Linked DNA regions of Mus musculus: all the other regions are linked to region 2. The links are chromatin contacts, called in public HiChIP or PLAC-seq maps. All regions are on one chromosome and are shown on one strand. Each heading gives the region's core, a stretch centred on a gene start, on an enhancer-like site or on the middle of the called end of the contact. The rest is flanking DNA. Distances are from core to core; before and after follow the strand shown. Region 1 has its middle 23 kb from the start of Esd. Region 2 holds the start of Rubcnl (RUN and cysteine rich domain containing beclin 1 interacting protein like). Region 3 overlaps Htr2a (5-hydroxytryptamine (serotonin) receptor 2A).

Region 1 (2,912 bases), core at 189-2,688, 310 kb before region 2:
TTTTCCTTACCTGATTCAGAAAAGAGTTTGTATCAACTCTTGAGAATTTTTTTTAATAATTCTCATTGGTTATAGATATTTGCCAAGGAAACAAGGAAATGGGAAAATATCAATTGAATCAAAGATTGCATGTAATGCATAAAAATAAACACCACAAATTGGGTCCAATTTATAAATACAAGGTTAAAAGCAATATTTTTGTTGCTTCCCTCTAAAACTACATTCATTTTGCTCTGACAGACACTAGCTTCCAGTCAAAAGGCAAGTATCAGCTACCATAACGTTCAGTAGAAATGGCTACTACAGACTAAGGCCAGTTATAGTGAATCCACCATGACACTGTGACACACCGGTGAATTGCACATTACTGTTGAGACAGAGTAAAAGGCTGAAACATCCTTATTGGCTACAAAGGTGTTTTGTTGCAAGCCTTTGGGAAATGTTACAGGTTTAGGAACTAAAGCATGTAGAAAACTTCATCGTGTAAGTTGGAAATTAAGGTTTTCCTAAGTATGTCTTTACAGACACTTTGAATGAAGGTCATGGCTTCAGGTCTAAAATTTATAACATGTCACCAGTCCCAAGGTTATACTTGAAAGAAGTTAGTCCTTAGTGATTAGACTATACTGACTAATAAAAAATAGAAGTGTTAAGAAGCCTGTTCTAATGTGTTTTGCCTTAGTTTGAAACTCTGCACATGCCAATACGTATGAAGGAACGGGTGCAGATTCTAATTCCATGAACTTACTCTTCATCAGAATGAACAGAAACCCCGCTGAAAGGTGTCTTTTGACTACACATATATTACCAGTGTGTATGTGGCTTTTCCCTCTCTGTAACTATCTCTTAAAGGGTATATAAGAAAACGTGTACCTGTATATATATGTACAGACATGTTCCATGCACTTTATTCAACATTTATATATTTATATGAAGAAGAGCAAGTGGTGAAAACATACACATGTGCATGTTTGAATCATGTTGATCTAAATGTGAATTAATGTTCTAATATTCCCATGACCTTCCATGACGGCCAAAGGAGGTTACTGTGTAACAGAGGTACACTTTAAATAAACTGGAAGATGCTTTAATATAAGGAAAGATTTTAACACCATTCTATCAGGGTGTTGAAAACAAATGTCTATATTCAGTTTATTAATCTGAAGTTGAATGATAACTTTAGGCCTCTCTTTAGTCTGGTACTTCTAGACATCTATGGCTTCTTAGATATACTCCTCTCCCCAGGAGGGGAGAAAAAAATAACCATTGAATGATTTATGGATCCATGATGAAAGGATTCACTTCTAGTCAATATTATTAAAAGAGTAACAAACTTCACTCTTCTTTAAGTTGATTGATAGAGTCTACTAGACTTAAGGGATTCAACGCCATATTTAAGAAAAACTCAGTTAAAGCTTACATAATCTATTGGACCACAGCGCCATCTCATGGTCAGTTTTGAAAAATGCTACTGTAGTCCAAACTGCTACCGGGCTGCTTTTAGCAAAAGGGTTCTTCTCCCATTTTGTGCACTGATGAAACATATTTATAAAAGTGTTAAGTTATTCTGTGCCATAATGTAACAAATACAGTGAAGATTTATTTTATGTACTGGTTTTAATCTATTCTAAAATATTTCAAGAATGAATGATTAATTGCAAATAAAGTCCACTTAAAAAAAAAAAAAGTTGACTCCAGAGTTGTGTTTGCTAGAAGGAATTGTCCCAGACCTCCCAGGTCTTCAAGTTGGGGATAGTTGGAAAGCAACAACCTGTGCTTCTGGCTTCAACTATCTCACAATGCTAGAATCCCCTGCATCAGCTTAACGGTCATGAGTCAGCTTCCAGTCACATAGGTTCTCTGTGTCCTACTGATACAACCCAGAAATATAGAGACACACACATATAGGTGTGCATATGCATTACCATACATGCACAAACACACACACACACACACACACACACACACACACACAAACACCAGCACAGGAACCATAGTTAAACAGGGATATGTAACATCATTAAACAGGCCAGAAAGTCACATGACTCATCATTGCACCTTTAAGTGTAGGAACAAAGCAGGGCTTTATGCCTGTAACCCCAGCATCAGAAGGTGGGGGGAAGGATGCCTACAGATTACAAGGCTTTATATGACACCTTGTTTCCAAAAAAAAAATTTAATGAAAAAAAAGTGTAGAAATAATTACAAAGAGGGAGAGTAGTTTTTTTTTTCCAGGTTGTTATGTGTTGAGCACCTACCTACTGTAGAGTCCATGTGTTCAGCTGTTTTGTTTATTTTACATACATGGACTCCTTCACATCTAGCCTAAAGGTAGGAATAGTCTATTTTGAAAATGAGAAAACTGAGATTCAGTTAGTGATGTGTCAAAAGCCACACCACTAATAAGAAATATAGCACTTCAAGCCGGGGCCATCTGATTCCAACCCCTAAGTGCTTCATCCAAGTGGGAGAAGAAGGACATTTCAGAACCCAAACTCTCCTGTTTCCACATTTGCTTCTTGTTATACACTGGCTATAAGCTTAAGTCGTCCTAAACACCCTGTACCTCATTGGAATGTCTCTAGGATGCACAGGTTTGGGTCACGCCCTGCCTAATTGACAGAGATGGCTACCGCAGATCATAGCCGTCCCTGACAGCCTGCAACACACTGGAAGTGTAAAAACTGGGTTTGCTTGCTTTAGTTTTGGTTTTTGTTTTTATTATTAAGATACTAAGAATTGGATCTAGGATCTTACAGTGCTAGGTAAGCATCCTGCCACTGGGCTGTAGCCCCAGTCGTCGTCGTCTTCTTCTTCTTCTTCTTCTTCTTCTTCTTTTTCTTCTTCTTCTTCTTCTTCTTCTTCTTCTTCTTCTTCTTCTTCTTCTTCTTCTTCTTCTTCTTCTTCTTCTT
Region 2 (2,700 bases), core at 172-2,671:
CTATTGGGGAACAATCTTAAAAACAAACAAACAAAACCTGTAGGGGACATCTCAGATTCAAACTTTCAGATTTCTTTATTATTTACTATATATAAGGAAGCCCAGTTCATATACTGTAGCTGTCTTCAGACACACCAGAAGAGGACATCAGATCTCATTACAGATGGCTGTGAGCCACCATGTGGTTGTGGGATTCGAACTCAGGACCTCTGAAAGAGCAGTCAGTGCTTTTAACTGATGAGCCATCTCTCCAGGCCCCAGATTCAAACTTTAATGTGCTCAGCATGACATTCACTGTAAGATTCTTTCTCCATGTCCTGTGCTCTGATTTCTCTCCTTTTAGATATTCCTGAATCAAGTTTCTCACATAGTCCCCTTTTCATAATTTGTCGGCTTATTTGATGCTTCATAGAAATTGGATATAAGGGCTGTCGAGAAGGTCCTGAGTTCAAATCCCAACAACCACATGGTGGCTCACAACCATCCGTAATGAGATCTGACACCCTCTTATGGAGTATCTGAGGATAGCTACAGTGTACTTATATATAATAAATAAATAAATCTTAAAAAAAAAGAAAGAAATTGGATATAAGATCTCCTGCCAGATACACCTACCTTAACAAGTCTGACTGTGCTATCTAGCTATGGGACCTCAGATGAGTTATACAACACTGTAAGCCACATATCCCTTAGCTTTGAAACAGATGATTTGTTTCCATCAGGGGTGGCTTCAAGGATACTTAAACAGAAAAGGAAGCAAGCTCAGCAGCCGAGCAACAGCATTAGCACTAACTTGCACTGTTTGTCTATTAACTTGTCTTGAAATAGTCTTGCCATGTAGCTTTTGTTGGCATCAAAGTTTCAATCCTTCTGCTTCCACACCAGCTCCTCTTTCTGACCTTTTAATGTCAGGTTTTCCCAGAGGGTGGTCAGATAACTCAGGATCTTTCCAGGTCTAACCCAGTGTAACCCCCAAGTAAACCGGCCACACGGGAAGGGGAAGACAATGATGGACAGCTAGTATTCAGCTGACTTTGTCTTATTGTTTTCTAACTTACTCCGAAGAGGCAACAACTAGTTAAGTTTAAACCATCCAAACTAGGATGCCCCAGGGACTGAAGGTGTTTCAGAGATGTTAAACAAATAATCCAAAATATCATTGTATTTGCTCCACGACCTGGACAAGTCAATGAACAAAACCAAGGGACCGTCAAAAGCGATGGAAGTAGGTTTTGAGAACGGAGCCCTGTAGGCGAAGCAGGGATCCATTTCCCAATTTTAGCAGAGATGACTTGGGATGCTGGAGCTGTGTGCAGGATTAAGAGTCCCAGTTCTTTCCCCAAAGAGCACCGTGCGCCACCTAGAGGAGCTGAGGGCAGTTGCACGTTCGAAGTCGAGAGAACTTCGGTTTCTATTGGTGAAAACTTTCTGTATTCGTTGGCAGCTTCTCTCTGCACCATCAGAACCTCGGAGCTGTTGGCACACGGAGGAGGTGATCCGAACCTGTCGCTGCCACGGGGCAAGGTGGCTATTTGGTGGATAAAACGGCCAGGAGGCGTAGGTAAGTCGCGGTCCCCGCGAGGTTCTCTGACTTGAGCTCCTACACATCCGAGTTGGGAGGTGGGGGGAGCCGCAGCTTGGGAGTTGGGGGCGGGGAGCTCATTTGTGCCAAGTTTGTTTTTCGTGTTTATTACACCCAGGGTTGGCGGGTCGGTGGCGTCCGAGGGCAGAGTGTGTCCGTGAGGCGTGGGTCTAAAGGCGCCCACTCGGGAGCGCGTCCCCGTGTCTCCGCGTTCTCGCAGTCTCAGGCTTCGCTTTCCCCGAGCTTTTCAGATCACGAGTGTCGCGGGCGGAGGGAAGCAAAGATAACTGGCGTCCCCGCAGCGTCCTGGCTGCATCCCTGTCCTAGCTGCCTGTCCTCAAGGCAGTGACCCCTGAAGGTGTCCTGAAGCAGCGCTGGCGAGCCCTACTGGCCTGCCTGCAGGAAGCAAGGCACAGTGCAGATGAGAAGCCCTGGGCTAGGGAGAGATGACTTAGGGTGACCCATGTTCCTGGAGGCGCTCAGGACAGTGTCATGGTTGCTTGGGAGCTGTGGGAAGTTGTCTCTGGAGAGAAGAGGACTTTTGCGGTGTGACTTTACAAAACAAGGGCCAGGAGAGGTAGCCAGGCATCCTCATTGCGGCAGGACAGAGACGAACCCAGGCGGTCCCCTGGCTCTTCTCAGTTCCTCAAAGGCATGAACCTTGAGAACCCCATCCTCATATCCAACTGCCCTGGACTTGTCAAGGTAGCTGAAAAACGTTTCGCCAATGTAAGCAAGCACACTCCACCTGAAGTCCGTCTACCTGCTGACCTGGAATTGAAGCAATTCCCTGACCCGGTGAGGGATTTGCCCGTGGAAGAGAGAATGCTTGAAAAGGGATATTACTCTAAATGAGAACGAAGGCTCAGAAAACAAAATCAAACAAACCAAAACCAAGCAAACAAAACAATATACCTCCCCATGTATTCTGGAGGTGCCCCTATGGCAAGTTACACTGCCAAGTGCTAGATCTTCAGTTGAAGTTGTGGTTCGAGAGAGCAAAGGTTTGGGGCCCAGTTAGTAAACTTGGGATTTCTTAGACAAGTCCCAAGTCCAAATAGTCGTCAAGGCACCTCCATGACCCCAGTTCCCTTGGTGAGAGGGGAGAACACAGGTTC
Region 3 (2,700 bases), core at 93-2,592, 330 kb before region 2:
GTGCAAAGTACATTGGAATCACGTAGGGGTTCCATGGGACATGCCTGTGCCCATGTCCTCAGGCTTTCCTAAAATGCAAAGTCAAACTCCATATGGATGCAGCCAGATGTTTGTTTGTTTGTTTGTTTGTTTGTTTTTTAAGTTGCACATTGGTCCCAATGTATATCCAATAACCAATAATACTGCAAAGAGGACCAAGAGCCATTAGCTGGCCTCTGAGCCTTCTCTTCTGTTTCTAAGCATGAAGTCAGAGGATTTTGAGAGAGAGTGATAGCCCATGCAGATGTTCATAGAGGTACCCAGGCAGGATATGGGCACATGATACCTTTTAGTATGATCTCCCTGGAAGCCAGTTTTCCTCCTTCAAAACACAAGAGAGAGACAAGCTAGGCCTATATATTCGCTCTATCTGCAAAGCCAGGCAGGACCAGGTGGGCCTTCCTCTCCCTCAGTTGCTTTGATCAAATCAATTTTCCTGCCTCCTGCTTCCACTTCTAAAGACCTCGATGATTACATTGGGCCCACCTGGGTGGTCCAAGGTGTACAGCCTATTTTAATATCAACTGATCCGTATGCTTTACTCCTGACTGTCACCTTAACGCCTCTTTACTGTGGAACGTGACCTAGAACATAGCCATGCATTCCGGGAGCCTAGTGAGGGTACCTCTAGAACACCATTATTCTGCCTACCACAAAATACATCAGGTACAAATGTTTAATGGGCTGCAGAAAACTAAACAACTTCCTGTTATTCTCACAAAATCTAAAAGTTAGCTTGCACATTATAGAGATGTTTGCAACTTGATCAGCAGGATCTACACATACAACACACCACACACACACTCTCTTTCTCTCTCACACACACACACAACATACTACACATACAAACACATGAAATCACCACATACACACACACGCACCACATATAAACACAACACACCTCACATGCACACACACACACACACACACACACACACCACAGGTACCCATAATATGGCTAAAAAGATGATCTCATTATTCTAAACGTACCCCTGTGAAATGGAAAACTATAGCAACTTTCTAGAAGTTTCTGTTTCCATCCTATTGATTTCCCACATTGCAGAGCCCTTCCTACCTGACAGACTCTAATAGGTCCTTTTGTGTTAACCTGGAAGAGCTACCCAGCAAATGAACTCCTTCCGGGATGTCAGGGTGCCATGTTTCCCCGGTAGCTTATCACCCTTCCTCTGCATCTCCTCATAAAAGATCTGACTCATTTACTTCTGACTGTGACTTCTGTTCCTTACGATGTGTCCTAATTATAAAGAACTTCCCTGTTCTCAAGAAAGCACTGTCCAGAAAAAGCAGAACAGGGAAGCAGGGAGCCTGTTTTACCAACAGGGATGAACATGTGTGCACACAGACCACACATATCCAACACATTCACTGTTCATCTAGGCCCAGGGATCCAACATGTCTTATGCATGAGAGTACTGGCAGAGCCCACCTCTTCTAAACTTGGACACACAAATGTAAACGTCTGCGTTCATCTCTAAGGGTGTCTGCTCTCTGTCCCCACCCCCCACCCCGACATCCTCCACAGCTTACGTTGGGGGAGAATCCATGACAGTACAGGGCTAGGGCACCACTTCTCAGGAATTCAATGGCGGAACTTAAACGTTATAAGAAACAGTGGAAGAGATGGTAATTTAAACAATATTAGCCTGCAAATTGTGCATTAAAGGCCTATAGTAAAAGGCAATTATCCCTTCACACTAAGGTCCAGAGGCTACCCCATGCCGCCTTCATTTTTATGTTTCCTCTGGGAAGCCATAACCCTGCTTTCACCTCAACTGCATCTTAATGGCTCTAAAACTGAGGTGATCTCCCCTGTGTTACAAGTACACGAAAGAGGTGTGTGTTCAAAAAACATTGCACAGGGCATGACATAACTTCTAAGCCCCTATAACCTGAGGATTCAAGACCCAAGAGAGAGGCCTGACCACCTCAACTCTTTAAAGGGAGAGAACTTGGCCCCTGAACCTGCACAACTCATGTCTAAACTTGTTATGCTGGGGCCACACGGTGTTAAAGAACAAAGACTACAGAGCCAGATTGAGTATAGGTCAAAATTCTAGTTCAGCCACTCACTGTGTGACCTTGGGCAAGCTGATTAACCCCTCTGTCTCTCCATTTTCTCATCAGCAAATAGAGATAATGCTACTGCACAGGGTTGCTATGAGGAATGAGCGAGCTAATTTGCAAAAAGCACTTAGGGTGAGTCTGGAACAAAATAAGTTTTATATAATATTTGCTGCTAATCTGATTTTTTAATTTTTGGTTATATAAAATGCTGTTTTCTTATGACATTTTTGTACACACACACATATGTATATATCTCATTATTTTGCTCATTGTCACCCCCATTATCCTGTCTTTTGTCCCTAAGTAATCCCCATTCTGCTTTAAAGTGGGTATGTGGTTGTTGTGACCACCCCATGCCAAGTTCTCCCAGTACAGGGTTAGGTCAGAAGCATTAAGAGAATTTTACCAGCTGAAACATTACAGACAACACAAATTAGAGGAGTCTCTAATAGAGAGTTTAGATAGAGGATTCTCAAATTAATATCTTTATCTGCATCTTCTACGAAGCCCAAGCTGCCTAAATTATTAACCCTCAAAAGACCTATATTTGGGCAGCCTCTTAGGTCTGTTGCTAAG

Evidence for each region. HiChIP or PLAC-seq counts read pairs in DNA pulled down with a chosen protein or histone mark.
Region 1: an H3K4me3 HiChIP or PLAC-seq map of bone marrow-derived macrophages shows a contact between it and region 2, with 2.2 times the contacts expected there. The contact joins the enhancer-like site here to the promoter of Rubcnl in region 2. A contact is called at or near these places in 10 of 39 promoter capture datasets (the 3T3-L1 cell line, HPC-7-derived erythroid cells, embryonic stem cells and 5 more), 2 of 15 datasets of contacts at CTCF or cohesin (the NIH/3T3 cell line and large pre-B cells), 3 of 115 datasets of contacts at active chromatin or transcription factors (bone marrow-derived macrophages and embryonic stem cells) and 2 of 9 other capture datasets (embryonic stem cells and liver).
Region 3: an H3K4me3 HiChIP or PLAC-seq map of bone marrow-derived macrophages shows a contact between it and region 2, with 4 times the contacts expected there. The contact joins the enhancer-like site here to the promoter of Rubcnl in region 2. A contact is called at or near these places in 2 of 39 promoter capture datasets (embryonic stem cells and stem cell-derived epiblast-like cells), 4 of 115 datasets of contacts at active chromatin or transcription factors (bone marrow-derived macrophages and embryonic stem cells) and 1 of 9 other capture datasets (embryonic stem cells).

What each region holds. Positions count from the first base shown.
Region 1 is chr14:74,707,808-74,710,719 of GRCm38.p6, forward strand. No RefSeq gene overlaps it. Among named protein-coding and RNA genes, the nearest start is that of Esd, 23 kb to the right of the region's middle. Within about 2 kb of position 1,439, at least 1 of the 459 cell types and tissues checked has an H3K27ac peak or open chromatin away from gene starts, as enhancers often do. A contact at or near this core is called in bone marrow-derived macrophages, where this site is marked.
Region 2 is chr14:75,014,606-75,017,305 of GRCm38.p6, forward strand. It overlaps Rubcnl (RUN and cysteine rich domain containing beclin 1 interacting protein like), which reads left to right and starts at 1,422. Exons shown (of 14, transcript NM_198642.2): 1 at 1,422-1,561.
Region 3 is chr14:74,688,484-74,691,183 of GRCm38.p6, forward strand. All of the region lies in intron 2 of Htr2a (5-hydroxytryptamine (serotonin) receptor 2A), which reads left to right. Among named protein-coding and RNA genes, the nearest start is that of Esd, 42 kb to the right of the region's middle. Within about 2 kb of position 1,343, at least 10 of the 459 cell types and tissues checked have an H3K27ac peak or open chromatin away from gene starts, as enhancers often do. A contact at or near this core is called in bone marrow-derived macrophages, where this site is marked.